Linked DNA regions of Mus musculus: region 2 is linked to region 1. A link is a contact called in public Hi-C data. All regions are on one chromosome and are shown on one strand. Each heading gives the region's core, a stretch centred on a gene start, on an enhancer-like site or on the middle of the called end of the contact. The rest is flanking DNA. Distances are from core to core; before and after follow the strand shown. Region 1 holds the start of Vav2 (vav 2 oncogene). Region 2 holds the start of Snhg7 (small nucleolar RNA host gene 7).

Region 1 (6,278 bases), core at 1,059-3,558:
GTCATCGCGTTTCCCACAGTCCTAGAAGAGAATTCCCGGCGTCCACTAGGAGTTTCGAAGTGGGCGGGTCGCACCTGGACAGTACCCGGCTGAACTAGAGCTGCCTAACTCTTCTCTCCACCTCCCAGATCCCTTTAAAGAGCGACCCCCGAAGGGCGGGCCACATGCCTCGAATTTGCTTAACTCTCGGCCAAGTTCCCTTCAAGGGGCCAAGAAAAGCAGCTTCAGCCAGCAGAGCGGACATTTTCCTGCCCTGCCCTGCCCTGCCCTGCGGCCAAACGCGTGTCTTGGCCTCCACAAAGGCCACACTGGAGCGACCACCGAAGTGGGGGCAATGAGAAGGCGAAGAAGACTCCAACCCAGAGGCTATCCAGGAAGGCCCCCGAGGCAGCTGGTCCTGGGCTGGGGTCCGGGAGGAGGCGCAGGCCAGAGAGGGGGCGGCGCCCGGCCCTCCCGCTCCCTCCGGCCGTAGCACCCCACCCGGCCCGGCCCCTCCGCCGAGCTGCGGGTAACAGTAGCCACCACTCCACCTCATCCTTCAACGGCTCCAACTCAACCTCCATGGGCTCCGGTCGTCTGGCACGCAGCCGGGGACGTGACCCCCAGCGTGGCACGCACCCGGTTGGAAGGGACACTCGGGGACCCGGGCCTAGACGCAACACTGCAGTGCTGGGCGTTACACCGAGGCTGGAGTCGCCCTCCACCAGGCAGCCGTAGACTGGGGAGCCGGCGCACACAAACCGTTCCCGCGGCGGTGGTAGCGCGCCCTAGACTGGGGGACTTTAGCCAACTTCGCGCCTTCGGGGACCGCCGCTCTCTAGAGCGGGAAGAGGAGACCGGGATGTGACCTGCTCTGCACTGACCCCTGAGCCAGAAGCTCCGGCCAGAGAACCTGGGCCTCCCGCGGCCCACGCTCCAGTCAATGCGCCCCTCAGATCGCACACCCGAGTCCCTCCTGCAGTGCCGGGACCCTCACCTGGGACATCTGCGGCCGGAAGTTGATGTCCTTAAGGTCGATGGAACCGGGGGAGAGGTTGTGCAGCAGCTGGCACAGAAGGACGCCGTCGCGCAGCGCCTGCGCCAGGTCGAAGACCACCGCCGAGGGCCACACGACGCGGTGGTTGGGCGGCAGGACCTTGCAGTCGATGAGCCAGCGGCCGCATTGCCGCCACTGCTCCATGGCGCCCGCGGCGCCTGTGCGCTCGCCGCTGCGGCCGCTGGCCAGCTGGCTCAGGGTAGCGCTCCGGCCAAAGTGCGGTGACCGCGGGGCATCCCGCCCGCCCGCGCGGGGCTCGGCCGCCGGGGCGGGGCTTCGCGCAGGCGGCCCCGGGTCCCCGCTGCGCGGCCGCACGGCCCTCCTCTTCCTCCTCCTCCTCTTCGGGCTACTAGCCGGCCGCCGCTCCCGCCCACGTGCGGCCAACCGGCGCTCGCGGGGCAGCGTGCGGGGTCCCTCTTTCACACACACAAGTCCGCTCGTGCTCCGGCCGGGGCTCCACGCCTCCTGCAGTCGCAGCGCTTCTCGATCCGCCCCTCTGGGCGCCGCATTCTGAGCTCCGGGCGCCCCGCTTCGGCCACCGCTCCTGCCCCACCCGAGACAAAGGCGCAGCGGGTCGCTCGCTCCCTGCGTCCGGCGCCTGAGCTGCTCGCTCCACCGTCGCTTTGTTCGCCGGGCCCGCGGGCTCTACGCCACTCGCGGGGCACTGGGACTCCGAGGCTCCGCGGCTCCTAGGCGCTGGGGGTGCAGGGGGCGCGGCCACGGCCGGGCGGGGCCGGGGGCGGAGCTGGCACCTTCACCCGGCACCTCCCCGGAGACCCAAGCACCGCCTCCAACCCGTCCTCCCACTTCCTGCCCCTGGGCCGCCAGCGAAAGTTGAGGAAGGCGGGGCTCCTGAGCAGGCTCCCCGCCCACGACTTTCCCTAGGTGCACGTGGAGGCTGGAGGTCTTTCTTGCGGTGCGATGAGGCCGCCGCACGGCAGAAGAGACTAGAAGATGACCGCGGTAACGCTGGGTGCCCTTGCAGGGTCTTTCGGCAAAGATAGACCCCAGAACGCGAACCAGGCTGGCCTACACACCCTACGCCCCTATGGCCTCTTCCAGTCCTCTGTCCTTGCCAGGGTCCGCAAGACACTCCGCCTCCACAATAACGGAGAGAGGGGGAAAAAAATCCTTCACTTTCAGCCCCCTTGATTGTCTAGTGGGAGGTGCTGGAGAGATAGACCGTGTTGTGTCCTGAGGACATTGTGACAGTGGGAGGGACTTCAAAAGCATAAATAACTGATTTTTGTGATTAAAATTAATTTGCTCTGGACAGTATCAGGAGCTGTGGGTTCTTGGTAAAGAAGAAGGGAACCCCACAAAGCCAAGTCTTCTATGAGACTGGTGTCATGAAAGGGAGCTAGAAGAGAGGAAAGTGACCAGTTTCCAAGAGCCGAGCTTTTGTGGGCGGTGTTCTGTCAGCCCCTGCCTCTCTCAGTTTACCTGGGCCAGGGAAGGATGACAGATCTGTCCCCTGCACCCAGGGAAGTCCCTCCCAGAAAGGCCTCTCTCTGCAGGAAGTCCCATCACCTGCCCCACCTAAGGAGGAAGCATGAACCCTAATCCTAGAGATCCGGCAGAGAAGCCAGGTAGAGCCTTCAGCCCCTCTACTTCACCTCTGAATAGCTTCAGGGGAAGGACCTCCTGCGGACTGGGGGTTAAATCGTCCAAAGCACAGGGCTACAGGCAGACCCTCCAGCATCTCCCTAAGAGTCATTCAACACCCTGCACCAAAGGGAGGAAAAAGAAAGAAGGAAAGAAAGGAGATTGCAAAGCTGAAAGCAAAGCACCCTGCTAAATGCTGCTGCATTCATGCCTTGGCGTGTGTACCCAGGGAGCTCTCTCACAGAAAAGAGGCCTCTGTGCTCCCAGCACTCCAGCCTTCCTGCCTCATCAGAAGCTAAGACCAGGTCTAGGACAAACGAATTTTGCCATCCAATCAAGCGTTCGTCTGCTGCCCCCTGGTGGTCTTGAGGGCAATGGCATCAGCTGACAGCCTAGATGCTACAAAAGAGGGGTCTGTCTGTCTTTGAGGGGCTGTAGTGCAGAGCATATAGTGGAGTTAGCATGTCAGTCCTCCAAGTCAGAAGATCCAGGCCTCCTGGCACCAGCAGAACTCTCTGGTACCCAATTCCTTATCTGGCTAGTGGGGACATCACTCATCTCGGAAATAATAGAAAGGATGAATGAAGAAAAGCTGGGTGGGAAGTATTCCAGGTGTCTGTTGTGCATGTGTAGGTCAGAGTTCACGAGCTCAAAACAAACATGCGGAGGACTGGTAAAGGGGATCTTTCTCCTCACCCATTCTCTCAGCCCAGAACTGTTCACCAGGATTGCCCTCTGGAAGTGTCCAAGAGAAGTGTACCTCCCCACTTTGGTCATGAGCACCACTGAAAGCCACTTGTGCTGAATACCAGAGCTCTGCAGTGAACTGAGCAGACGAAACCCTGAGGTAGGAACTGTCAACCCCAGCCACATGTCTGGGATGTGGGAAGTGGGCCACCAACTAACCATGCACGAGGCTTCAGAGAAGAATGCCCCTGGAAAGGGGTAGCAGGTCTCCTGGGAGCTCTTACGGGATAGGGGCAAGCATGGCTATGGAGAGCCAGGCCTCGTCCAGAGGCAGTTCTACATCATAACGGAACTAAACATCTCTGTCTTCCCAGTCATGAGCTGGTCAGCTACAGCGTATTCTTTTATGGACTCTGATGTTAACTCCCCACTTCTAATTTGCCAGCAAGTTTCAGATTCTGAGCACTGCCAGCTCTGCCACCACCAAGGTCTATGTTCCTCCCCTTGGGTTCCTCAGCAGCCCGCTTCTACCTTGCCTTTCAGTCTGCCCTCCACAGCCAGCAAGGACCGAACCAAATCTAGATGCAACCCTGTCACTCTGTGACAGCACAAAACAAGCCCTTTGTGGTACTCAGCTCTCTAAAGATAAAATCTTTAGGCCTAGGGCTCTTTAAAAGAACACTGTTTGACAAGCATGAGGCCCCATCTCTAGCCCTTACAGCAGCGATTCTCAACCTGTGGGTCTGGACCCCTTGGGGCTAGGTTGCCTAAGACCATTCAAAGACACGGATATTTACATCATGAATCATAACAGTAACAAAAATTAGTTTTGATGTAACATAATATAATTGCAGTGAAAAATAATGTTATGGTTAGAGGTCACCACAACATGAGGTTGTGTTCAATACAGTTGTATTAAAGGGTCACAGCAAGCCGGGTGTGGTGGCGCACTCCTTTAATCCCAGCACTCGGGAGGTAGAGGCAGGCGGATTTCTGAGTTCGAGGCCAGCCTGGTCTACAAAGTGAGTTCCAGGACAGCCAGGGCTACACAGAGAAACCCTGTCTCGAAAAAACAAAAAGAAAAAAGAGAAAGAAAGAAAAGAAAAGAAACAAAGGGTCACAGCATTAAGAAGGTTGAGAACCACTGTCTTAAAGGAAAGGAAAAAGGAAAAAAAAAATGGCAGAATCTCTGCCGTGCAAACCCCCTATGACACAGCTTCCTTCTCTGGCTGCATCTTCTATGCCGCTCCTAGTTTTTTGCACTTCCAGTTTATCTGCCTAGAATTCTTCTACCAGAGAGAGACTTGACCAAGACTCTGGCTAGCAGAAAATGGATTTGAACTAGGTTCTCAACATGGAGTCCATTTTCCCATTGCTCCCAGCAGAGCTGTTTGTTTTTACTCCAGGCTGACCTGACCGTAAGGCTTAGGTGTCAGCAGGAGAGAAATCACAGAACACAACCTGTCTCTGCCCTCCAGGGCTCCTGCAGTGTCCCAACGACCCCCACGGTGAAACACTGGTCACCTGGCAACGCCAGGACAGGTCTCTGACCAGATCGCAAGTACCTCTGAGCACACAGCTGCCTCAGAGAAAGCATCTACAGACACTGGACTGTCCCAGAAACTGAGGGCCTCCCCTCCAGACCAGTCATTTTGACTCTTGGTTCATGTGTCCCCAACAAACACCCAGACACATTGCATGCTCTCTGTGCTTTTCATCAAAAAGGCCACCATCGAAGGTCTCTCGCTCACAGGGTCCAGCAAGGCTTCGAATTCAAAGGAATACCAGCATTGGCCTTCCTTTTCTCTACCACCTGGTCTACAGCCCTGAACCTTTTTTTACATCTTTTTACTGGTCCCTCAATCCATCTACCTGGCCCTTTGGATACTTAGCCTCTGATCTACTTAGTCCTTCATTCCCCTGCTCAGCCCTCCCGTGTCCCTTCCCTCTGTCTTTCCTTTCACATGGCTCAGGCCAGCCTCCCACCTGTCCATCACTACCTGCCCCACTCCTACCCACCCACTTATTACCTGCATCCACCCACGCAACCTACCAACTGGACCATACTGACTGCGCCCTGGCTTCCTTTCCGGAGAAGGGGAAGTGGATGTTTTGGTGGAGTGAGGGATTTCTTCTCACATCCAACCCACATGAACACACATTTTGCAAATTCCATTTGGAGCTCCATCAGGCAAATTCAGCTGTCACAATTTCCCAGGAAATTATAGGTGTAGGGAAAGACCATCTGGCCCGCCCTAGAGACGGAGCACGCCTTGCCTTGCTGGGTGATGGGTGTGGGCGCTCTTGCTTTTCCTTTGAAAAGACAAAATGGAGACTTTTCACTGCTTGTTGCTTCAAATTCAAATTTAAGCCAAAGGCCACAGTCTAGAGACTGACCACTTCACTGAGGTCTCTGAAATCTTGCTGTGACACAGTCGTGACTTGGGCACCTGCCGATGACTGTGCAAACCTGAGGACAGCTCCCCTGAGACCTGTCCTGAGGCTTTAGAGGCTTCTGAGAAGACCCTATCAGAGAGCACTGGGGCCAGGACACTGTTCAGCTCTCCGCATGAGGCTTAGAGGCAGAGTTGGGGTGGCTCTGATTTCCACAGGAGCCCTCATCACAAAGCCACAAGCCACCCGGATACTAGGTAAATGGAGCTGGTCCAGTTGCACCCCCTTTGGCTGCATATGAATAACAAGCACTAAGCATGTTTCCAGACAGGCTCAGCGGACCACGGTGGCTGCTGGAAATGTTGGCTCTTAGTAAAATGAAGTTGATACCCACAGTGTGACGAGCACAGCTGTGAAAAACCTGTCATGCTGCTTCCCACCCTCATCAGAGCCTGAAACCTTTCTTCCAACCCAGAGGACACTGGGTCCTTCCACTCACCTCCAGCCATGTCACCTCAAAGACGCACAGCCAAAGGAATGTGCCAACCCCACCTGC
Region 2 (6,278 bases), core at 1,935-4,434, 790 kb before region 1:
AGCTCCCTTTAAACCTTAGTCTGGCATGTTTTATTTTCCAGGGGAGATGAGAAGAAACTCAGTAGGCTATTTAGCCTAAGGTGGGAGAGTGCTGACAGCAAAGAAAGATTCCAGCCTCAAGAACTGACAAGTTTATTTGTGTCACAGCATCCAGCCTTTTTTCCCCTCTCCTTTTTTTTTTTAGTTTTTCAAGACAGGGTTTCTTTGTGTACCAGTCCTGGCTGTCCTGGAACTTGCTTTGTAGACCAGGCTGGCCTTGAACTCAAGTGACCAGTTATCACCACCCAACTCAATTATCTCTCTTAAGGCCATATACAATTAGATAGAGAGGTTGAGCCTTAGAGGGTCCTCCATCCAGTGTTTACCTCACCAGTCTTGGAAATAAGAGTCAAACCCAAGCCAATCCAAATCCAGTTCCTAACTTAGGACATGGGAGAGCTACCAGTGTAAATTTCCAGCTGCCCAAGGCCTGTATGGATGGTTCTGTGTTACCCTGGTGAGGTCAGAGGGCATACCTCAGGCACGTGATCAGCCATGTTGGCCAAGTAGCCCCCCTTCTTCCTGGCTCCTGGATCTGGAAGATGAAAGGAATGGAGAGTTTCTTGTATTTTTCCAGTCCCTCAGGATGTCTCCTAGAAAACTTAATTTCTATCTCCCTCCACTTCCAAAGTTCTATCTCCCTAAAATGCTGACCATGCAACCCTTTGGTGAGCCCTAGAGGTTTGACACTGGGGTCTGGCCAACAGCATCAAAGCAAAACCCAGTGCCTTCCCACCACGGCTCTGCAAAATGTCAGGCTACAAACCATTCTTAGTGCTCACGGGCTTCTGAGCACTGAGCGTAGAAACAGCCACTTGCTCTTTGCCCCAATGTCACAGGCTCAGCTGAGCAGCTGTGCCATGCCTGTGGTGCTGATCTAGGACAGCATCTTTAGGGCAGCCACTCACATCCCATCTGAGCATGCTCCAGCCTACCTCTTACCTCAACTGGACATTGCTGGGCATTTGGCATAAGCAGACTTTAGTCACCAACTTTCCTGTACCAAAGAAAACAATCAATGTAGACCTTCCACAAGTGTCGCACCCCCAGACCTCTGGAGGCCCGAAGCAGTAGTCCCTTTACCCTTATGCTTTATGACACCCCCTGTCACTGTTAGCTGTATGCTCCACCATGCTTCCTCATTCTGAAATCTCGGTGCTGCATGGACCTACCATCAGGCACTTCGTCTTTTCCCCTTATCAGTTTCACTTGCCCATGGTGCTAGGGATGGAGACTCAGGCCTGTGTGCAGCCAAGTGAGCACCACTGAGCTCCACTCCAGCCCGTACCAGCTAGCAACCAGTAGATACCCAGTTTGAAAAGCCATCTCACATCAAGGTAGCTGGAGCATTAGGTAATAAGCTCCACTCATCTCCCCAAAGAGAGGCTTTGAGGTTGTAATGGCTGGTTTTGTGCCAACTTGATACAAGTTAGTCATTAGGAAATGCCCCCATGAGATCCAACTGTTAGGCATTTTCTCAATTAGTGAACAGTGGGGAAGGCCTAGCCCATTGTGAATGGTGCCATCTCTGGGCTGGTGGTGGAACACACCTTTAATCCCAGGCCATAGAGAAACCCAACCTCTTGGTTGGGGTTGGAGTCTGGCTCGGTGGTTAAGAGCACTGACGGCTGAGTTCAATTCCCAGCTCCCCACCATCTAGAACAGGCTCTGATGGCCTCCTATGGCATGCAGGTACAGGCGGAGCACTCAGCACCCTTTCATGGTCTCCGCCTTGACTTCCTTTGGCAACAAGCAGCAGTGTAAGTGTGTGCGGAATAACCCCTTTCCTCCCCAACTTGCTCTTTGGTAATGGTGTTTCATAGCAATAAAACCCCTGACTAAGACAGATACATCCTTGCTTCCACCCACTGTTGTTTTTGAGACAGTCTCTTGACCCAAGCTGGTGGATAAGAGAAACATGTGCCACAACGCTGTGTCCCAGGACCTGGTTTCATGATTTCCAACAGATCAATTTCTCTGTAAACTTCCTCTTTACACACCAGCCCCTCTATTTGGTTTATGCAGAGCCATCAAATGACCTAAGCCAGTCAAAAACTAGGAGGGACAATCCCACCTCCAGCTTTCAGGAGTGTTGTCAGGCTACAAATCATTCAGACGTTCACAGGGCAGAACACTGAGCGTAGACATAGCCTCTTTTCTCTCTGCCACCTACTGACGCACATGTGACACAGCAGCCACACCTGCAACGCCTCTAGGAGCAGGGTGTCGATGAAGCAAGTGCTGGGTGCCACACCGTGACTGTTAATGCGAATCTTAGTAACTTTGAGTCAACTCACCTAATAGCCCAACTCACCTAATAGCCCAACTCACCTAATAGCCCAACAGGCGCTTTCTTTCTGGCAGGCAAGCTTCCTAGGGAAAGGAAAGGAAGAAAGCATTCTGCACACACCCTATCAGGATCACTTTGGGGGACTGCACTAGACTTGTATTTTATTCCTATTCCAATGGGTCCACATGGCTTGTCCTTGCTAAGGCTTTTTTTTTTTTTTTTTTTTTTGGTTTGGTTTTTCGAGACAGGGTTTCTCTGTATAGCCTTGGCTGTCCTGGAACTCACTTTGTAGACCAGGCTGGCCTCGAACTCAGAAATCCGCCTGTCTCTGCCTCCCGAGTGCTGGGATTAAAGGCGTGCGCCACCACGCCCGGCTAGGCTTTTTACAAATAAAACCCCTTTTTCTTTCTCTCCAACTCAGCGGCATTACACTAGACAGAGTACTGTCTCACATCTGAGTTATCTCAAGTTGGTATTCAGCATGCAGCAAATATAGACAGAGTCTTTCCCTGGTGCTCCTTAGCCCTACGAAAGGGAGACCGGTCTGGAGCCCCAACCAGGGGCTTCTGCGTTGTACTAGTCCAGACAGGAGCCTCGGCTTTCCTTCTCGGGACTTCTGGGGGCAGTCCACCCGGCCCTCGGGCACATCGTGAACGCCCTTCCCCTTACCACGCGGTTAGCCTGCTGCACATATTAGGGCGACTAAACTCTCAGAAGGAAAGCACGGTACATCTTCGTTACGATCGTCAGGAGACGCAGTCTTCCCGGTAGCCGGCCAAGGGTATATAGGGTCATCCGCGGCGTCCCAACGGTAACAATGGCGATACAAACATAGAGCCGCCATGGCTGCCGAGAGGCCGAGCATCTCCACGCCACGTCCTTTATAGTACTGACTACGGCAGCCCGCGAGGGACTTTCACTGTCCTCCGAGTGCCGCGCCCTCTAGTGGCTCCTTCGCTCCTCGCCGGCGCTTCTCATAGCCCAGTCGGTTAGAGGCTCATGGGACTCTGTACTGCTTGATCCTAGATCCTGCCTTTCCAAGCAGAACTCAGAGACTTATTTCGAGTGTTACCAAGCTCACAGGACTTTTCAAACGACCCATGAAGTCCTGCGCCTTCTTACGAAACTCCTCGTTTTTGGTGGGGGCAGCCTTGCTCTCCCTGTTCTTAGTGATACTAAAGCTTCCACGCAAAGAGGAAAGGCCAGCTCTGACGAACCAGAATTTAGGAGGCAAGGAGGTGACCAGTTGTTTCCTCTTTTACAAGGACGCTTTGGGGATGAGTCAGGAGGGAGCTCCAGGGAGTTCATGGATTCCAGATGTTTCTAACTAGCCCCGCCTGTGGGGTTGTCTGTGGATCTGAGGCACACAGCAGCTTTTAGAAGGTTGGCTGTCCTCTGCTTCAGGACAGTGCTGGAAGACAAATAATACACTCTGACTACTTGCTGTGTTGTGTCCCGCACAAGTACAGATTTGTCTTTTAAGTCCTGAAACTGATGAGGGCTCCCAGGTGATGGGGTGAATTGTGGGCCTGGGGACACACCATTGAGCACTCTTCTTTTACTGGTGGGCCAGCCCAGCCACACTTGTTAATAGTCCCAAGTTCTTGAACCCTTATATTGCCTGCCTGTCTGCCTTCCCACCTCCCTCTCTCCCTTCCTCCTTCCTGTTTTTTGATACGATGTCTCATATAGCCTAGGCTTCAAACTTGCTATGTAGTTGAAGATAAGTTGAACTTCTGATCCTCCTGCCCCTAACTTCTAACAACTAGATTTTGAGGGGTGAACTGTTATGCGTGGCCCAAAGCCTTGAAACTGGAGTTACAGATGGTTTTGAGTCGTCATGTGGATGCTAGAAATCAAACCTGGTTCACTAAGGAGCGGGCTCTTATCTTAGCCTCACGACTTGTTACCAGTCACTTTTTGTCTTAGTGATCTGTCTTAATTTCCTTTTCTGTAGCTGTGATAAAATACCAAGACAGAAGCAGGTTAAGCAGAAAGTGTTTGGGCTGCAGTTTGAGGTTGCAGTTTAGCATGACAGGGAAGTAACAGCAGTAGGCTTGAAGCAACTGGCCCACATGGCAGGTCAAGGATTAGAGAGTGATGAATGCTGGTCCTCAGATAACCCCTTCTATACTCCAGGATCCGAGCTAGGCCAGAGAATGGTGCCACACAGAAGGAGTTGGTCTTTCCATCTCAATTAACCTAATCAAGATAAGCCCTCCCGTACACCCAGAGGTTCACCTCATGGGTGATTTTAGATCTTATCAAATTGCAAATTGAGATGAACAGTCCCGATCCCTGACCAAAGCAACTTAAAGAAGGAAGAAATATTTGGCTTATAGTTCAAGGGAATACAGTACCGTCATGAGGCAGCAGGCATGGCAGTAGGGCTAGGAGGCAGCTGACCACACAGACCCTACAGTCAGGAAGCAGAGAGCGAGAACGAGTGCCAGAGGCAGTCATGAGGTTAATTGCACAAATTAGCTCCTCTATTCACATTGATCCAAACAAAACTGCAATCTCCTGGACAGAGGGGTGTGGACAATGATTTTGGTGTGGATAGTGGAAGGCAGGATTCTGCTTCCAGAGCAATTCTGCATGTCAGAAAGTTGGAGCAGCAGCAGAGGTAGCAGCTTCAGCAGAGGTAGCAGCTGCGGCAGTGGCAGCAGTGGCAGCAGCAGCAGCACTGGCACCGGCACTGGCAGAGGCAGCGGCAGTGGCAGCAGTGGCAGCAGTGGCGGCAGCAGCAGCAGCACAAGGAGCTGCTAGGCTAGAAGCACAGAGCTGAGCTGAGGCCATGCATCTTTTCACACTCACTGCAGGGCTGGGCCTGCTCTCTGTGGTTCGAGCCACGATGCCTCCTCTGACTCCTGCCAGTCCTGAGGAGGTGATGGCCCTGGGGAGGGAGGACTGAGGGTAGCAACTGGCTTCCAAGCTCAGACCTTGGACTGGGTGTGTCTCAGGCCTGCAGATGGAAGCCACAGGTGATGTTGAAAAAAATACCTCTCTTACGTGCTTGGTGGGATCTTCTCAGGTGGGAGTGGGGCTTGAGCAGGTGTTCCAGGCCATGGTCATGTCTTTCTTCTCACTGTGTGCACTTAGAGACTAAGAGGCTGCTGGGGGACAGGGGAGGCTTGCTAGATGGACGCTGTCCTGGCTCTAGCTGGACTCCCAAGAATAGCCTGCCTTCCTTCCTTCCTTCCTTCCTTCCTTCCTTCCTTCCTTCCTTCCTTCCTTCCTTCCTTTCTCTCAGTGTGTGTGTGTGTGTGTGTGTGTGTGTGTGTGTGCTTCAGAGACACTTCTTATATTCTTCCAATGAGTTGATTTCAGATTTCATCCTGGGTAAGGCCCCTGTGACTGTTGTGTATCTGGGAGACAGAGCCAACTTCCTAATGATTTCAGGAGAAACTGAGAAGTCTGTTCCTTGCCACACCTCAGCACTTTGACTGTAGACAGTGAAGCAGACCGTGGTCAGTCGGTACAGTCATGGTTCTCTCAGGTCACCTCCTCAGCCATGTCCATTCTGCCCTGTCCTCCGGCTCAGCTCCCTGAAGTGAAAGGTCAACCTGTCCTCCAGATCACCTTTCTCAGTTCCCTCTGGATGCCTGTGCAGGGTCTGTGGTCAGGGCTCTTCCCAGGAAGTGTTTCTCCTAGGACGCCTGTGCCCTGTCTGCTTGGTTCTACCTACTGCTGCTGTTGGTGAGAGACAGCCATGGTCAGGACTCCTCCTGACATCCCGGCATCCCGGACCCTTCCATCTTGCACTGAGACCTGACTGCATTCTCCTCCTGCCTCTCACCCACCGTCTTCCAGATTCCCTTCTCCCTGCAACTGTGTGCACTTGTGACCTCCAACTGCAGATCTTGGGAAAGGGGTACATAAGGTGCTGGGCAGGAGACTTGCCTATTCCTGAGTCGAGATGGAAAGACCCGCTGCCTCCCTTCACCTT

What was found. A called contact is a pair of places that touch in the nucleus more often than the background predicts.
Region 2: a Hi-C map of CD8 T cells shows a contact between it and region 1, with 9 times the contacts expected there. The contact joins the promoter of Snhg7 here to the promoter of Vav2 in region 1. A contact is called at or near these places in 2 of 39 promoter capture datasets (embryonic stem cells and neural stem cells), 2 of 15 datasets of contacts at CTCF or cohesin (embryonic stem cells and large pre-B cells), 8 of 484 Hi-C or Micro-C datasets (B cells, CD8 T cells, the G1E-ER4 cell line and 3 more) and 8 of 115 datasets of contacts at active chromatin or transcription factors (craniofacial prominence, embryonic midbrain, embryonic stem cells and 5 more).

What each region holds. Positions count from the first base shown.
Region 1 is chr2:27,425,300-27,431,577 of GRCm38.p6, forward strand. Vav2 (vav 2 oncogene) reads right to left here and starts at 2,309. Exons shown (of 28, transcript NM_009500.2): 1 at 977-2,309. The coding sequence starts at 1,180.
Region 2 is chr2:26,637,060-26,643,337 of GRCm38.p6, forward strand. It overlaps Snhg7 (small nucleolar RNA host gene 7), which reads right to left and starts at 3,185. Exons shown (of 4, transcript NR_024068.2): 1 at 2,999-3,185; 2 at 2,371-2,412; 3 at 982-1,036; 4 at 117-574. Snora17 (small nucleolar RNA, H/ACA box 17) reads right to left here and starts at 2,262; the gene lies at 2,131-2,262. Snora43 (small nucleolar RNA, H/ACA box 43) reads right to left here and starts at 926; the gene lies at 788-926. It overlaps Snhg7os (a long non-coding RNA gene), which reads left to right and starts at 5,062. Exons shown (of 4, transcript XR_003953776.1): 1 at 5,062-6,278.